2 separate regions of the Gossypium hirsutum genome follow, and region 1 is linked to region 2. A link is a contact called in public Hi-C data. All regions are on one chromosome and are shown on one strand. Each heading gives the region's core, a stretch centred on a gene start, on an enhancer-like site or on the middle of the called end of the contact. The rest is flanking DNA. Distances are from core to core; before and after follow the strand shown. Region 1 holds the start of LOC107954924 (TSET complex member tstD). Region 2 holds the start of LOC107954929 (LRR receptor-like serine/threonine-protein kinase RGI2).

What was found. Hi-C and Micro-C count contacts between places; a contact is called where the count stands out from the background.
Region 1: a Hi-C map of leaf shows a contact between it and region 2, with 2.0 times the contacts expected there. The contact joins the promoter of LOC107954924 here to the promoter of LOC107954929 in region 2. A contact is called at or near these places in 3 of 34 Hi-C or Micro-C datasets (all in leaf).

The regions. Positions count from the first base shown.
Region 1 is chrD07:30,474,675-30,478,704 of Gossypium_hirsutum_v2.1, forward strand. It overlaps LOC107954924 (TSET complex member tstD), which reads left to right and starts at 2,124. Exons shown (of 4, transcript XM_016890618.2): 1 at 2,124-2,976. The coding sequence starts at 2,924.
Region 2 is chrD07:30,200,962-30,205,031 of Gossypium_hirsutum_v2.1, forward strand. It overlaps LOC107954929 (LRR receptor-like serine/threonine-protein kinase RGI2), which reads right to left and starts at 2,207. Exons shown (of 2, transcript XM_016890621.2): 1 at 1-2,207. The coding sequence starts at 1,854.

The DNA.
Region 1 (4,030 bases), core at 874-3,373, 270 kb after region 2:
AAGCAATACCAACCTTTTTCTTCACAACTTTTTCTTCTTTATCCCCTTCGTTGAGTCTCATTTCATGTGTAAGCAAAGAACCGATGAGTTCATCTAAAGTTAACGTTTCTAAATTCTTTTCCTCTTCAATTGTAATCACTTTGGTTTCCCAAGACTTAGGTAAGCTTTGAAGCATCTTCCTTACTACCTTTTCATTTGGATAAATCTTTCCATAAGACTTCAAAACATTTATGATAATTGTAAACTGATCGGCATTGCCTTAATATCCTCTTCGGGCTTCATCTTGAAAGTTTCGTAGTTGAGCGTAAAGATTCCAACTTTAGACTTCTTCACTTGGCCCATATCTCCTTGGCATTTGAATAAGACGGAACTCTACTATACTCATCCAGGCCAAGTGCACAAAATAGAATGTGCATTGTCTTGGCATTGAGTAAAATGCTTCTCATATCTTCCTCATTCTATTACTTTTTTTTTTTGGAACTAAAAGCTCTCATTCTTGTTTGAATGGAATTAAATGACCATTCATAATAATGTCTCATAAGGAAAGACTATTTGCTTGGATAAACAACATCATCCTTGTTTTCCATTAAGAATACTTAGCACCAGTGAAATAAGGAGGTTTAGAGATAGGTTGAGACTCACCAAAGAAAATTGACCCAGAAGTAGTTGTCACTGTTGTAGAATGAGTTGCTGATTGTTTAAACTTCTCTGAAGATCTTCTCTTGGTTGTTAAACCATTTTCAGAGACTAGCTCAAATGACCAACTCGAAATCGCCAAGGGAAGGTGAGTTGACCTTTAAGAAAATTGTGGAAGCAAAACATATTCAATAAAGAACACAACAATTTATAGTGGTTTGGCCCCAATTGCCTACTCTACTACCTTAGCTTTCCACAACTAAGTATTTCTCCAAATTCACTAATTTGATAACCTTTAAGGATAATGTTTAACCTTATAATCTCCCTTAAGATTTCTACCCAAAATCTTAAGATTGCAACTCAATAACAATGAAAGCTCACAAGTGTGTACAAGAAAAGCATGAAAGAATTAAGCACTAAGGTTGTTTTTTTATTAATATTTAAGCTTGATGATCTCTCTTTTTGTTGTAGGATCTTTGGAAGCTGATATTTATATCCCTTAATTGATTTACAACTATTGTTGTTGTTGGAGATATGAATAGAGCCATTGGGGATGTGAAAACTAGTACATTTAATTCATTTGCAACAACGAGTATCGATACTAGCTAAAAAAGTATCAATAATTTTTACATTTAATGCAAAGTTTAGTGACCGTTGGAGCTAAAGGTATTGATACCAATGAGCTTTTATCAATACCATATGAAAATTATCAATACTCGATCGGTACTTAGTTGAATTGGTTGAAAATAGAATGTCAAATTGGTACTGATTTTAGAATGAGTATCAATATTTTGAAAACTATCGATACTTTTTAGCCTGGAACAATACTGACTTGTTTTTAAACAGTTTTAACTTGATTGAAAATGTTTAGCTCAATTGAAGCCGTTTTAATTTAATTTTATCATTTTGCCAATTTTGTTCAACTTTAAATTTTATTCAAAAGCATTTTATTTGTTATATCAAAACATATTATCAAATAAAGCTAGTTTAACAAAATTATTGGGTAAACTACACCCATAGTTAATCTAAAATAATGTTTGTCCTATTTTAATTGCTCTAAATTTTTTTCTCAATTTAATCACTCAAAAAAAATAACTCGTTAGAATTATCTGCTATTTATTAACAATCACACATTAACCCAATGAGTGTCAATGGCATGACTTTTCCAAACTCCAACAGTCATTTCCTCTTCTCTTCTTCCATCTTTTATGTTTCTGTTTTTTTGTTCTTTTTTGTTATTGTTCAATGAAGAACATTAATAAACCATCACTACCTTCTTTGAGTTTGAAATGACCTTCGTACTCCTCTCCTTCACTATTTCCTTCTTCTTCCTCACCGCCACTACAATGGATGTAAAAAGTCTGTTTGTGATGTCTTTTTACGTAATTTTAGATAACCACTTGGAGCCAGATGAACCTACAAAACGGTAGTCAAAATTAAGTAAACGTAGCAATGTATATGGAAACTGTTGAAAGTTGCATCGTTCCTCAAAACCGTGAAGAAAGATGAGTGTATGAGTTAACAAGCCTCGGGGAGAAGATATACACTAGGATGTAGTCGTTGTATATCTTCGACTTGATTAGCTTGTTCGCAATCAGGCACAGAAAACCAGACTGCAATACCAAAATAATCCACATCAGCAACAAACAAAACTCTTCGAACACCAATGGAACAAGCTTGGGTTAGGTCGTCAAAAGCTCCCCAAATCTCTGCTTCTTTCACAATTCAACTTGCAAATCCTAGCATCCATTGACCATTTTGATCCCTAATAAATTCCCTGAAGTCATAAGAGCTTTATTTGTATTGACCTTAAACTATCCCATAGTCGGTGGAGGCTAGCTGACCATGCTTCAAACTCTATCATCTTTACATCGAAGAGCCTTGCAAACCTAGAATGAAAAAAGTTACGCTACAGCAAATTAAGCGCGTTTTTAGTGGCGTTTAGAGCGAAAACACTGCAAAAGTTAAACTCTTAATGGTGTTTGTATTAAAAAACGCCACAAATATATACTATTAGTGGGGCTAAAAGAAACATGCCGTAATAAGTCGTTCTATAATGGCGTTTTTAGAAATAGTTTCTCTAAATACCTCTAAAAGTATAACAACAATACAAAATTCCATCCGACTCGACATCTGATCCGACCGAACTAAACGCAAAATAAAGAAAGGAAAATGGGAAAGAAAACGGCAATTGACGACACAGAACAAAGCAGGAGCAACTTCGCTGATCTCCGTCTCCCTGCCTCAAGAGAAAAAGGAAGTATCTGAGAGAGGGAGATACATCGCCATGATTCTCGCGGTGTTATTCGCCAACTCTGAAGGCAACATCTTAGTTGAACAGTACGTCTGCCCCTCCATTTTCTCCCATCCTATGCTTTGATTTCTTTTGCTGATTTTTCTAACTATGCTCTTTATCGCTTCTAGTTTGTTGAATTAGTTGAATCTTTTTTGTATAGACGTAGATCGTTAATGGGTCTTTTTTTTTATGGAAATCGAATAATTTTATTCTACTTTCTAGATAGGATTTGATTTGGTAGAAATTGGAAATGGATGATGTTTGGGAAACACATGATATGTTTCTTCAAAAGTGTGTTTTGCTATAAAATTTAAAATTCAAAATTCAATTTTTTTATTTAATGCCATGGAAAATTAGATTTTGTTTTTGAAATATTGAACAACCATTTCATTTCACGAACACAATTTGCTCTACATTTTCTTTCAAAATATCTCTCAAATCTTTCAATAATTTTTTAAGCTTTTGAATCTTATCAATCAATTTTGAAAATTTTATTTTTAGGAAAATTTTCCATGTTTTTAAGATCAAAACATGATTTTCCATTTTTTTTTCTATTTTTGTAAGAATATGGAAAAGAAGGGAGATCGTTTTCTTGATTGTTCTTGACTTTGATTTCTGGAAAATCCAACTAGGCAATGGTGATGTAACCTAATTTAATGATTTTCTATCCATGAAACTTAATTTCTAATGATTTCCTCATTTTTAAAACTATGCTCATGTTCGTTGGGTTAGAGAGAGTCGAGATTTTTAAGATTTCTTGTTGTTTTTCAGGTTAGATTTACCGTGCTAATGAGATTTCTTATTGTCTATGTGAGGAAGAGTTGAGATTTCAACAGAGAATTCAATGTTTTTAGGTTAGTTTTAAGTTCTTAAGTATAAACGTAAGGTTAGATTTGAGTTATGGTAGGTTTCGGTTTGATTTCTTGAATGTTTTTAGGCTAAATCGCATTGCATGATTTTGTTGAATTTTAAAGGTTTTGATGGTTGTGATTTTGTTGATCTGTTCTAACATGATTGAACTATGTGAAACGCTTGCATCTGCCATTAGCACTGAATTGATAGTTAATTGCACAAGTCTAGCATGGACTGCAATGAGCA
Region 2 (4,070 bases), core at 957-3,456:
TTGGATGTCGAACAGTTCCTCTGGTATCGTGCCAGATAGTGCATTGCTGCTAAGGTCAAGCAATTGAAGATTTAAACAATGACCAAGAGAGGAAGGGATTGCTCCAGAAAGATAGTTTCTGCTAAGTATAAGTCTATTGAGTGAAGTTAGTTGGCCAAAACTCTCTGGAATTTGTCCCTTAAACTTATTAACAGAAACATCCAATACCTGAAGTCTCGTAAGAGAAGATAAAGAGCTAGGAAAAGAACCTTCAATGGTGTTGTTGCTAAGGTTCAACATTTGCAACTGAGTGCAGTTACCTATCTCATCTGGCACTGAGCCACCAAGATGGTTTTCAGACAGGTCAAGGAAGCTAAGGTTGTCTAGGAGCCCAATCTCTTTTGGGATCGTTCCGCTGATTCTGTTATTAACAAGCCGGACTCTAATAAGGGAACTGCAATTGCCAATCTCCGGAGGGATTGTGCCCGAAATGTCATTAGAAATTAAGAGAAGCTTTGTTAGATTTTGAAGCTGAAATAAACCGGAGGGTAAGCTACCAGTGAGTGCATTATGTGACAAGTCTAGAGCCTCGAGGCTCCTCCAACTAGCTAATGCTGCTGGAATGCTTCCTTCAAGTTTGTTTTGCCACGCAAAGAAGACCGTGAGCTTTGTTAATGTCCCAAGCTCTACCGGAATAGAGCCTGATATCTGATTAGTATCAAGCTGTAACTGTACTAGGCTTGTGGCATTAGATAGAATTGGTGGTATAGTGCCAGTGATATTGTTGTTACTAAGCATGAGCTCTTGAAGATTAGAGAGGTTGCCAAATGAGTGGGGTATGCTACCAGAAAAATAATTTAAGGACAGATCAATGGTCATCAAGCTTTTGCAGTTCCCTATTTCCTCAGGAATACTCCCTTCAAAGTTGTTCTGCCACAGCAACAACTTCTCCAGCTTCTGGAGCTTACCCAACTCCGGTGGAAGTGACCCGAAGAGATCGTTCTCATACAAATATAAGTCCACAAGCTCTGAACAGTTGCCTATGTGTGGTGGAACCTCACCTGAAAGCATGGTGGTATATACTGATAGAGTTTGGAGTTTGGTTAGCTTACCTAGTGAAACAGGAATTGAACCAGAGATTTTAGTATCAGCAAGGCCCAACACCTTCAGGTTCTGGCAGTCTCCAATCTCTTCTGGGATTCTTCCTGCAATGTCCTTGTTCCCACCTGCACGTATAACTTCAAGATTTGACAGTTTACCAAGTTCAACTGGAAGGATCCCACTTAAATAGTTGTCAAATATTAGGAGATTCTTAAGGCTGCTGCATTCACCAATGGCTGCTGGGATCTCCCCAGTGAGCTGGTTGGAGTTTAAAATCAAGTCCTGCAGGTTGTGGAGCTTTCCAATACTTGAAGGAATGCTACCAACGAGACTGTTTGCGCTGACATCGATGACAGTTAGTTGCAAGCAGTCTCCAATATCAGGTGGGATAGTTCCAGTGAGATTAGCACCAGAAATGACCAGCTTCTGAAGGGAAGGAAGGGATGAAAGACTGGAAGGAAAGGGAAGAGCTAGCTGGACAAACTGGATATTGATTTCAATGACGAAATTTTCAGAAGAACAAGTGATATAAGACCAGGTACAGGGGTTGGGGTCTGAAGGATGCCAGTTGGAGAGTGGTGAAGGAGGTGAAGGGGTGCTATGAAGCCAAGATAGTAATGCAATAGCTTCACTGTTGGCTGCAAAAACAGCATTAGGTATAAGTGTAAAGAAGAGTGATAGAAGTAGAAGGCGATAATAGTGAAGGTGAGTGGTCAAAGATTGCCTTGGCATTGCCTGCTGCTTGTAGTTTTTGGACTGCCTCGGCATTGGCATTGCCAATATTGCCTCAAATCCCAAACCACTCCTCTCTTAGTTTTGCATTGGGTCTCTCTCTCTCTCTCTCTCTTTTTTTTTTTTTTGCTTATCTAAAACGCAGTCTACTTGAGCTTCTAGTGCTATTAGTCTAATACTATTTCTACAACTATATTTCCTTTGCAGGCAAGCAAGAAAAGGGTAGATAAAGAAACCATTTGGAACTCACACACCACACCACCATCACTACCTTCACCTCGGGGTTCTGTTTTTTCCTTGTAATCTTTTTGAATATGTTTTGTTAGAGTACTTATGAACAGATGCACCATGTGTTTTTGCATTGTTTTCCTCAAAATGATTACTAGACTGGGTTGGTTTATTTTTGGAATTTGAGCCAAACCTTTGGGCTAGTCAAGCAAGCATCTTGGATTCTTTTTTCTTTTAACACTTCTCTTTTCTCAAAGAAGAAACAAATTTGATTTCAAATTTTCATGAACTACTGTTTCAAGGAAAATCCCCAATTGGTAAAATAAAATCACCCATCAATTACTCTGTTTTACCTCTCTCCACCCATGATTCTTAACCTGGGATTTCTCATTCTTCAAAACAGGTGACTATGGCCAAAATTATAGTATAACATAAAAAGCAATTTATGGTACACGATTAACAAGATTAGTCTCATCTTTTGTTCTATAAGAAAAGAGAGGAAGAAGTTGTCTTTAATTATAAATCAAAGCAAGAAGTCCATACAGATGCATCATCTGCTCCTTGTCCTTACCTGATCAATCTAGAATTCAACCTTAATTGTGAAATGTGAATCCCTTAATGGAGATTTCGGTTTTTTTTTTCTTAAAATAAATTATGTTCACTTCATTGTTTGCTTGCTTGTTAGCCTAAACCAATGCTTGTGTCAGGGATATGTCTCCAGGCTTTAATGACTTGAACCCATCAAGTCAGTTTAAATTAAGAAATTTGTTAATGATAAGAGAAATTTTTTTATCATATTAGTAAGCAATGTCCATTAAAACATAAATGAGCACATGAAATGAACATCCTTCAAAATGAAGCCTCTTTTTTCCAGACCTTACCAAGACACTCATTATTTCAGCATCCATGTGGCAGATAAAAAGAAAAGGTGTAATAACAATAAGCCAAGAAATACTCAAAATCTGTAAGTAATGTCCCTAACTTTGAGGTGAAAACCCCATGTGAATGAACACAATTTCAACCATTAGCCTGACTCAAAACCTGCCCTTGCCCCTACTGCAAATCTTTTTAACTCTTAAATTATACTACTATTATAATTATCAAAAGGAAAATAAAAATGTGAGCCTACCTAATGGCGTTTAAAGCTTAAAGGATTCAAAAATGCTGAGACAGAGCCCAAAGCTCAAGGTGGGTGACCTTGGAAACCTCCCCTCCAGGGAATCTATACACGTTTTGTTCTGTTTTGTCAAAGCCCTAATTATTAAATTACAAAACCAACTAATTCCTCTTTTAATACCTTGTTTATAGGGCAATAAACGGGCCACTTAAAAATAGGTTTATTGCACATATCTCCCTAGACTATGATTCAATTTTATATTCATCTCAAACTTTAAAATTCTTTATTGAGTCTCAAAATATTAATACCATATCAATTAAATTATTTTGTTAGCTTGGACGTTATAAGTCAATTTAGATACGATGTGTTTTAGGATTTAAGGCTAGTTTCGGATTTAAAGTTTAAGATTTTAAACACAATAAAATTTTGATCATGTCATATTTCAATTTATTTAAGGTTCAAATTGACAATGACCTAATTGATATGATATCATACTTTGAAACTCAATCATATTGCTTTGAAGTTTGAGATTAATTTAAAATGTCAAATTTAGACATCAACGTTTATATTTTTCGTCAATTTAACTCTTATTCTTTTATTAAGTTAAAGTTAACTACTAACCTTTCGAAAAGAGTATTATGCCAATTTAAAATCTCTATAATCCATCCATCCATACATGCACATACATTCTAAAACTATGATATATTTATTGTTAAAATTTTTAAAATTACTTATTCAATCCTTTTTAATTAAAATAAAGTATCAATAAATTTATTAGCATTAAAATTAAAGTTATCATTAAAGTGAAATTTCTAATAGATTAAAATATTAATAAAATATATTACCATCACCACTAACATTAACATTAAAGTCCTTATTAGAATGAAATTACTTAACTGATTATTTTTATTAA